Linked DNA regions of Hordeum vulgare: regions 1 and 3 are each linked to region 2. Evidence: chromatin contacts called from public Hi-C data. All regions are on one chromosome and are shown on one strand. The core of a region is the stretch at or near the end of the contact, and the rest is flanking DNA. Distances in the headings are between cores, read along the strand shown. Region 1 has its middle 100 kb from the start of LOC123395470. Region 2 has its middle 31 kb from the start of LOC123396848. Region 3 has its middle 37 kb from the start of LOC123398327.

Evidence for each region. Hi-C and Micro-C count contacts between places; a contact is called where the count stands out from the background.
Region 1: a Hi-C map of seedling shows a contact between it and region 2, with 5 times the contacts expected there. The contact joins two enhancer-like sites. A contact is called at or near these places in 2 of 6 Hi-C or Micro-C datasets (leaf and seedling).
Region 3: a Hi-C map of seedling shows a contact between it and region 2, with 3 times the contacts expected there. The contact joins two enhancer-like sites. A contact is called at or near these places in 2 of 6 Hi-C or Micro-C datasets (leaf and seedling).

The regions. Positions count from the first base shown.
Region 1 is chr5H:446,381,841-446,384,879 of MorexV3_pseudomolecules_assembly, forward strand. No RefSeq gene overlaps it. Among protein-coding and RNA genes, the nearest start is that of LOC123395470, 100 kb to the right of the region's middle. Within about 2 kb of position 1,716, at least 2 of the 3 cell types and tissues checked have open chromatin away from gene starts, as enhancers often do. A contact at or near this core is called in seedling, where this site is marked.
Region 2 is chr5H:446,088,405-446,091,104 of MorexV3_pseudomolecules_assembly, forward strand. No RefSeq gene overlaps it. Among protein-coding and RNA genes, the nearest start is that of LOC123396848, 31 kb to the left of the region's middle. Within about 2 kb of position 1,342, at least 3 of the 3 cell types and tissues checked have open chromatin away from gene starts, as enhancers often do. A contact at or near this core is called in leaf and seedling, where this site is marked.
Region 3 is chr5H:445,759,740-445,762,439 of MorexV3_pseudomolecules_assembly, forward strand. No RefSeq gene overlaps it. Among protein-coding and RNA genes, the nearest start is that of LOC123398327, 37 kb to the left of the region's middle. Within about 2 kb of position 1,437, at least 3 of the 3 cell types and tissues checked have open chromatin away from gene starts, as enhancers often do. A contact at or near this core is called in leaf and seedling, where this site is marked.

The DNA.
Region 1 (3,039 bases), core at 466-2,965, 290 kb after region 2:
ATATGTGCTTGTCCATTTCCCTTTTTTCCCTTAGTTTCTCTTTTCTTTTCAAAAAAAAATTCGTTATTATTTTTTATTTTATGTTTGCCTTTTTTCAGTTTTTTCATATTTAGTTCTTCACTTTCTTGCGGACTTTTCTTTTAACTTTGCAAACATTTTTTGGTTCACTGAATTCAAAAAATGTTCATCAATTTAAAACAAATGTTCAACAACTCAATAAATGTGCCTAGAATTCAAATATTAAGTTCATCCAAATGAAAAACGTTCATCAAAATAAATAAAAAATCACCGAAATAAAAAGATGTTAATCAAGTTTGAAATTTTATCATCGTTTCCAATAAATGTTCAATATATTCCAAAATTGTTCATCAATTCTTACAGAAAAAATGTTCTTAAATAGAGATTTTGCTCATCAAGTTCAAATAATGTAAATGAAATCGAAATTGATTCCTCAAATACAGAAAATGTTCGTCGTTATTACAAAATTCTCATTAATTCATTTTTATAAAAAAAATTAATTTTATTCACAATTTAAAAGGTGCTAATGATTTTGAAATCATGATTGTTTTGAATTCAAGAACAGTTTTTGACAATTCACAAAATTTCGTAATTTTACAACCTTTTTTAGTTCTGATATATTTTGACATATAATAGAAAAAACAGAAAATAAAAAATGAAAAGTAAAAACGAAAAAAAGCAGGGACATCCAACTCCCATATATCCGGCCTAAACTGACGCGCCAGGGGAAGAGAGAGTGCGTCTTCGCATGAGGAAACCCTATTTACCGCATTCTACTGCAAGTTGACTACCTGTCGCACAAGGACATCGAGCAAGAAATCAGTTTGGCCCAGGCCATTTGGGCCTTCAGCAATCTGGTTTTGCGAACATTCTAGAGGTTTTCCGCATTGTTTTTTGGTTTTGGAAAAAATTCTACAAGGATCCGGAACCTTTTTTGGTTTCTCCCTTTTTTTCTGCTTATTTTTTATTAGTTTTTTTTATTTTCTGTTCCTTTTTAATTTGTCTCGTTTCTTTTTCTTTTTCCAATTTATATTTTCCTTTTTATATATACTTCTTTTTATTTTCCTTTTATTTTACTTCATTTTTTTTGTTCTTTTAAAGAAAAAAAGTAATCATAGCCTTGAATTTGGAAAAATGTTCACATCTTTCGAAAAGTGTTCGTATTTCAAAAAATGTTCAGGACATTTAAAAATGTTCTCATTTTCCAAATCTTGTTTCCTAATTCAATAAGTGTACATATTTCAAAGAACATTCTAGTTTAAAAAAATATCAATTTAAAATTTTAGTCACAAATTTCAAAAAAGTTTGTCTCGTTTTAAAATTTATTTGCAATTCAATAAATGTTCATAATTTCTAAATTTCGTCACAAAATTTGTATATATTTGCGGTTCCAATTTTTCTCGGAATTTGATGAAATGTCCCATTTTTTAATATTTGTGCACGGATTCTTGAAATGTTCGTAGTTATATACTTTGTTCTCAGGAGTTTCATGAAATGTTCCATTTTTTCAAATATTGTTCAAAATTTTGAAAAATGTTTGCGGTTCCAAAATTTGTTCATGTATTTAAGAAAACATTCCCTTTGTTGCTGATGTGTTCAGCAATTCAGAAAAAGATTCCTGCTATTGATGATGTGTTAAGGACCTCCCAGTGGGCCAGCCCAGCCGCACGCCTTATGTGCATCCCGTTCGTTATTCGCAGCAAAATGCGGTACATAGGATGTGCCTTCGCATGACCCCTGGCAACCACCGCGCTATATAGGAGGTCCAGGCTTGCGGAAAACACTATTTGCCGACTGTTTGTGTTAAGGAAAAAGTTTATTTTAAACCCTGAATTCGTAGAGACCCGTCGAAACGAACCCTGAAGTCGAAATCCCAGTAGATTGCACCCTGAACTATGCAATCCCGGTCTAAATTGAACCATGACGTTGTTTGGCAAATAAGGATTGCCAAAAGATAACCGGGATTGATGGCATTTGTACTATTTCTCGTTGGGTCAGCCCACTTTCATTTTTTTCTTTTTTAAAACAGCAAAAGAAAAACCCGCAGCGACCTGAACCTGAAACCTGGCCGACGTAAGCAACCGTAAGTACGTACACGCGCCATTGTACATACGAATTAAAAAAATAATTGAAAAAAATCACGCCTTAAATAAGAAAATGGACAAAATAAATAAGAAAAGAAACAAATTAAAAAAAATCACGCCTTAAAAAAATGAATTGAAAAAAATCTTGCCTTGAGAAAGCGAATTGAACAAAACTTCACGCCTTTAAAAAACGATTTGAAAAAGTTCACGCCTTACATGTACTTAATTTTTTTAATACATTGTATACATTTCTCAAATGCAACGTACTTTTTTTTCTTGTTACTGTTTATTTTCTCTTATATTATTAATGTTTTATTGCGTGTTGCCAAATTATTTCGAAATTAAAATTCACGGATTTTCGAAAACATGTGAAGTCCGCTGGTTATTTTATACGTAGGAAGCACCTCAAATAAAAATGAAAAAATAATACTTTATATAGTACGGATCAAATGCGGCGTATTGTGCAGCGCGTGCACAAGCTATCAAGGCTAAAATCGATCCAGTTGCTCGTTGTATTTGCACGCATCAGCTTATCTGAATTAATTAGCTTTGCTCGTATGTCGTGTGTTTCGGTGGAACCAAGTTTACTTACATGCAGTCCCGTGCAGCTGAAAAGTACTCGACCAAGTCACTGCATACAAGACCTGTGCCAACAATGCATTTTTTTAACGTAATAAAACTGAAGTGAGCCGGTTCAGCAGGGAAAGGATGTGTGCCCTTTGAAAAAAACGAAAAAAATTAAACGGGCCGGCCCACCAGACGAACCCCGCTTGACACAGTGTCAGGGTTCGATTTAGACCGGAATTGCATAGTTCAGGATATAATCGATCGAGATTTTGAATTTGGGGTTCATTTCGTTCGACCAATACAAGTTCAAGGTTGAAATTGGACTTTTTCCTTGTGTTAATATGTCGGGGCTTCGCACAGGATGACGAGA
Region 2 (2,700 bases), core at 92-2,591:
TTTTTCTTTGTTCTTTTCTCTCCTGTTTTGTATTTGTTTTTCTATTTTTTTCATATCTTCTATTTTTGTCAAGTTTACTTTAAAAAAATCATAGTTTCAAAATTAGTTCATTTTTAGAAAAAAAAATTGTTCACAACTCAAAAAATGTTTACGGTTTCAAAATTTGTTCGTAATTTAAGAATGTTTACGCTTTCAAAGGCTATTCACAATTCAAAAAGTGTTCACAATTTAAATTTTGTTCACAAATTTGAAATTTGTTTAAGTTTCAATATTTGTTCACAATTCAAAAAATGTATGGGCTTAAAAAATTGTTCATAATTCAAAAAAATCACACTTTGCTAATTTCATTCAAAATTTGAAATTTAATCATGTTACAAAATTACTTCACAATTCAAAGAATGTTTACAGTTTCGAAACTTGTTCAAAATTAAAAAAATGTTCATTGTTTTATAATTCTGTTCATGAATTTGGAATTTGTTCGTGCTTCAAAATTTGTTCAAAATTCAAAAACAAATTGCGGTTTCAAAATTTGTTGTTAATTAGTAAAATATTCCCAATTTGATAATTTTGTTCTCGAATTTGAAATTTGTTCATGTTTCAAAATTTATTCAAAATTCAAAAAAATTGCAGTTTCAAAATTTGTTCACAGTTAAAAAAATGTTCATAAATTTCTTTGCTTATTTTCTAGAAATGTTATTATATTTCAAAAAATGTTCACATTTTTAACATAATGTTTGTAATTTGAAAAATGTTCGTCTTTCTGAAAAATGTTCGCGCTTTCAAAATACTGTTTCCTATTTTCAGAAAATATACAAAAGTTCGAATAAATGTTCCCATAAATCTAAAAATGCTCAACGTTTTTAAAAAAAGGTTCGCATATTTTAGAAAATATCATTTTTTTCAGAAAAATATTCAGTTGCTGAAAAAGATTTACATTTTCTAAAGTTTTTGTGATTTTAAATGAAGTCTAGTTTTGGAATAGGTTCTTTTTGTTTACAACATGCAGAAGCTACATCATCATTTACTCATTTAAAATATCTGGTGTGTGTGTGTCGGACTATGACGACTGTAGCTACAGATGTCCATACAAGTAGATAATTCTTAAAGCACTGCGCTACCTGGAAACCATAAAAAAATATCTGGTGTGTTGGCTATTGTTGCGCGCACAACCGATGGAACTTAGGGGTTTGATCCCAAGTATGCTTGAATGCTTTCCTTTTCTTTTTTGTATTTTCAATCCTTCACTACAGTACACTTACTACTGGGCCAGCCCAGGTCACACTGCCCTATGCGTTTGCTTGACAGTGTGTCGCAGAACGCGACACATAAGAGCTGCCTTTAGTGAGTGCTCCTACTTGACCACCATTCGCGTCCAATAGAAGATCTTTCGCATAGGGAATCACCAAGTGGGCTGCCCCAACAACGAGTAGTTTTATTTTGCGGAAGCCCAACAACGAGTAGTCACGGTATTGTCTAAAAAAAGCTAGTAATAGTGTAGCAATTGTTTTAACCTTTCTATTGTTTTCATATTAAAATTAGTTTTTTAAATACAAGATAATTTCGACTGGTTTTATAATTTCAATATTTTTTTAATATTTCAAACTTCTTTTGGTATACATGTACACTTATCTAACATATGTGACCATTTATCAAATACAAAATGAACACTTTTTAAATATATGGTGAATGTTTTAATATATTTGGCGAACAGTTTTTAAGAAAAAAACAGTTTAGAAACAGAAAAAAACATGAAAAAACAGCCCGAAGAAATCAGCAGAAATAGACGGGCCCAACTGAGGGCTCGCTTCAGCTAAGCCATGACGCCGCCTGCGGATTTCCGGATTTCTTCCCACTTAGCATGAGTGGTCAGGTATATCAAAAATAATAAAACAATGAGTGGTCCGGATTTCTTCCCCTGGAATGCGTATAGAATTCTTGTTGAAATGTGTCGTTGTTGATTCGACCATCTTTTGCCTCGGGTCCTTTCATGCCGTGGCTCGCGTTCGTTTCTTTTTGAAGGATGGTTTGTGTTCGCGTGCATCAGAGCTCGTCTGGATCCATTGCGAAGGGAACAAAGCTCGAATCGCACACCAGTTCTCCGTTCTGACGGTCGTTCAGATGGACTAGACGCTAGCAGTAACAGGGATCAATCGAAAATGGTCAACCCAAATTTCTCTCTCTTAGAAGAATGGCTAGGAGAGACATATATCGTGTCCAACATCATAAGCCACTTGGACGTGTTTGCTTGCCTGCATTAGGCCTAAGCAAAACCGCGCAAGAAAAAACTAACCGGTTTGTTTTATTGCGTTCACTTAGGGTATGCATCGCACGAAACTTAAAAGCACATCTGTGTTAGGCTCGCTAGCATGTTCAAATTGATAGTTTCTTATGAGCTAAGCTGACCTATAGTGAGTGCACATGGGTATTCCCTTGTCTGCATATTCTACATTCACTAAACTACTTCTAATCTCATTTCCCCTTTCTAATCTACACAATGATATTTTAATGAAAAAAACTCTACACAAAAACGATGCGCATCGATGTTAAGTTTTCATTTTTTTGATCGGTTTATAGTTTCCTCGATCATGAATGCTTAATTTTGTGTTTATGTTTAAAGCTATTTTGCAAGAATTTTATCAAATTCATTACTTACAATCGACAGCTTTATCATGCAGTTTCACACGACATTCGCGACGATCC
Region 3 (2,700 bases), core at 187-2,686, 330 kb before region 2:
TGCACCGCTCAGTTTTATTACCTAATGCATATTAGCCATAGTGGCTAGAGCTTCCCTTCTTGATCGCAGAGGCCTATGTTTGAATCCAAACTTTTTTGCTTTTTTCTGTTTATTAAATGTGACGGTAAATCCTTTATTGTTTCTAGTTCCATAAAAAAGTGATTGTGTATCCGAAAACCTTAATCATATATTTCTAAAATGTTACACTTCTATCAAAAAATGTTCCTGATATATACATTTTTTTTTACAATGTGTATCAAAAGAATAGTCATTAAAAACAAAATGTTTGTATTAAATGTAAATAATCTATTAAAAAATGCGAAATTTGTATAATTTTTTCCTAATGTATATGTTAAATGTAGAATGTGTATTAAAAAATTAAATATCAAAACTCAATTTTTTCAAAAGAAAATATCATGTACCTAGAAAATGTTAATAATATATTAAAAACTAAACACGTATTAAAACAAGATTCTGATATACAGGAAATATATAGGCATAATTTTATTATGAAAATATGTTAATTTTATGTTACAAAAATATTAACATGTATTAAAATATATTTCATACGTACATAGAAAACCAAGGAAAGAAGATACAACAACACATACAAAATAAAAGGTTTCAGAACCAAAGAAAATCGATCAAAACCATAAATAAAAACACGTAATTAGAAAGATAGAAAAATCAAAGAAAACCAATGAAAAAAGATGCAACCAACAGAGAAATGCAGGAAACCAAGGAAAAACATTGAAAATTAAAACATATATTGAAAGGGAAAAAGAAACACATTAAAATGGACAAAAACAAAGGAAACCAAAAAAAAAAGCAAAAGACACAAAAAGGTGAAAATAAGGAAAAAGATGCAAACCAAATCAGGAAGGCAATGGATACCCATTACCCACTTACCCGGTGGGCAAAACCTTATTAGGGTAAGGGTATGGATTAAAAAATACCCATGAATATATAAATGATTTTTAAAACCCATCATATAGTGGGTATGGGGTATGATTTAGTATAAGCTATACACGCGTACCCGTGTACCCACATATAATCTAAAAATTAGGTCTTAAATATTATTTATTCACATATTAAACATATGATATGTATATAATTTTGGCAGCTGGCCCACACCCAAAATGTGTTGCTGTTTATGAGTATGTGTAGCTGTCATGAAGTGTTGTTGTTTATATGTTATTATTATGAGGTGTTGGTTATGACCAGGTAACACTCAAATTGATGTGTTATAAATCTGGGTAATTTTATCAGTGGGTACCATTTACCCTGACAGGTGATAGGTAAGGAAAAAATTGTAACCGCCGACAGATATGAGTACGAGTGATGGGTAAGATTTGAGACTATGGATAAGAGTACGGGATGGGTCGATCCGTATCCAAATCGGGCAGGTGCCATCCCTACAACAAAATAGATAACAAGTGAGCCCTATACTAATGGGCCAGCTAGCTCATCCTGTGCTTGAAGAGCAACTTATGGAAACTCCTTTGCACCACACATTGACACGAATTGCCGAGAGACACACATGCACGACTTCAGACGGGCCGACCCATTAGCATAACACACTCAAAAATTCCAAAAAAGAATGCTTGAAGGAGGGATTGAACACACGAGCCTAGACAATGGAATAGATAAGCTTTCTTGGTTTATTATGGCACGTGAAGTTAAAGGTAATGTAAATCTGAGTAGTTTGTCAAATTTCAAATACGGACATTATTTTGAAAGAAGTGTTTTTCTAAAAGCAAACACTTTTCAAATTTGAGAATAAAAAAGGCTCAAACGTTTTTGAATATGCGAATAATTATTTAATAAACTGAACACTTTTTTGAAAATCACGAACATTTTTGAATATGTGAATTTTTTAAGTGAATATTCTTAGAAACTCTGAACATAAATTTGGAAACGACAATATTTTTAGAATCCGTGAACAATTTTTGAAACAAGATTTTTTAAAAATCTCGGAATAAAATTTTAATTTGTTTTTAAAAATAAGCGAACAGTTTTTGAAAAACATGACCAGTTTTTATGCAATCATGAATATTTTTTGAAACTTCTAAACAACATTAGAAAAACACACATTTCTGAAAACTGCAAATGAATTTTGCAATGGAAATATTTTTTGAAACTACCCAACAAAATTGGAAAACACGACCATTTTTCTTAAATTTGCGAATGAATTTTGAAATTGGAACATTTCTTTCAAAGTCCATAAAATTAGGAAATGCAAACTTTCATTTTTGAACTTATGAATAATATTTTAAAGAAGAACAATTTTTCTAAATATGCAAGTGTTTTTGTAAAAAATGGAGAATTGGTTTTTGTATTTGTTAAGAAAAGATAATAACAGGAACATCTTCCAACTTCTGATTATTTTTTATAAAACGAAAAAGGAGTGAAAAAAGAAACAGTAAAAAGAGCGAAAATTAAAAAGAAACAAGAAAAAAAGAAATAAAAACAGCAAAAAATCTGGTTCAGGAACCTCCTAGAAAGTTCCCAAAACAAATAAAAAACTAATTCAGAAATATCGTGGAAGGTTCGCAAAACACGGATGGCAGAAACGATCGGCTGACCGACCCAGATCATCCCTCGCTCGCAAACCTCCATGCGGAAGCTCGGCAATTTGCCGCAACACGTCACAAATAGGACTTCCACAACTGGGAGCTTCTACCTGCCGCTCATTGCGGC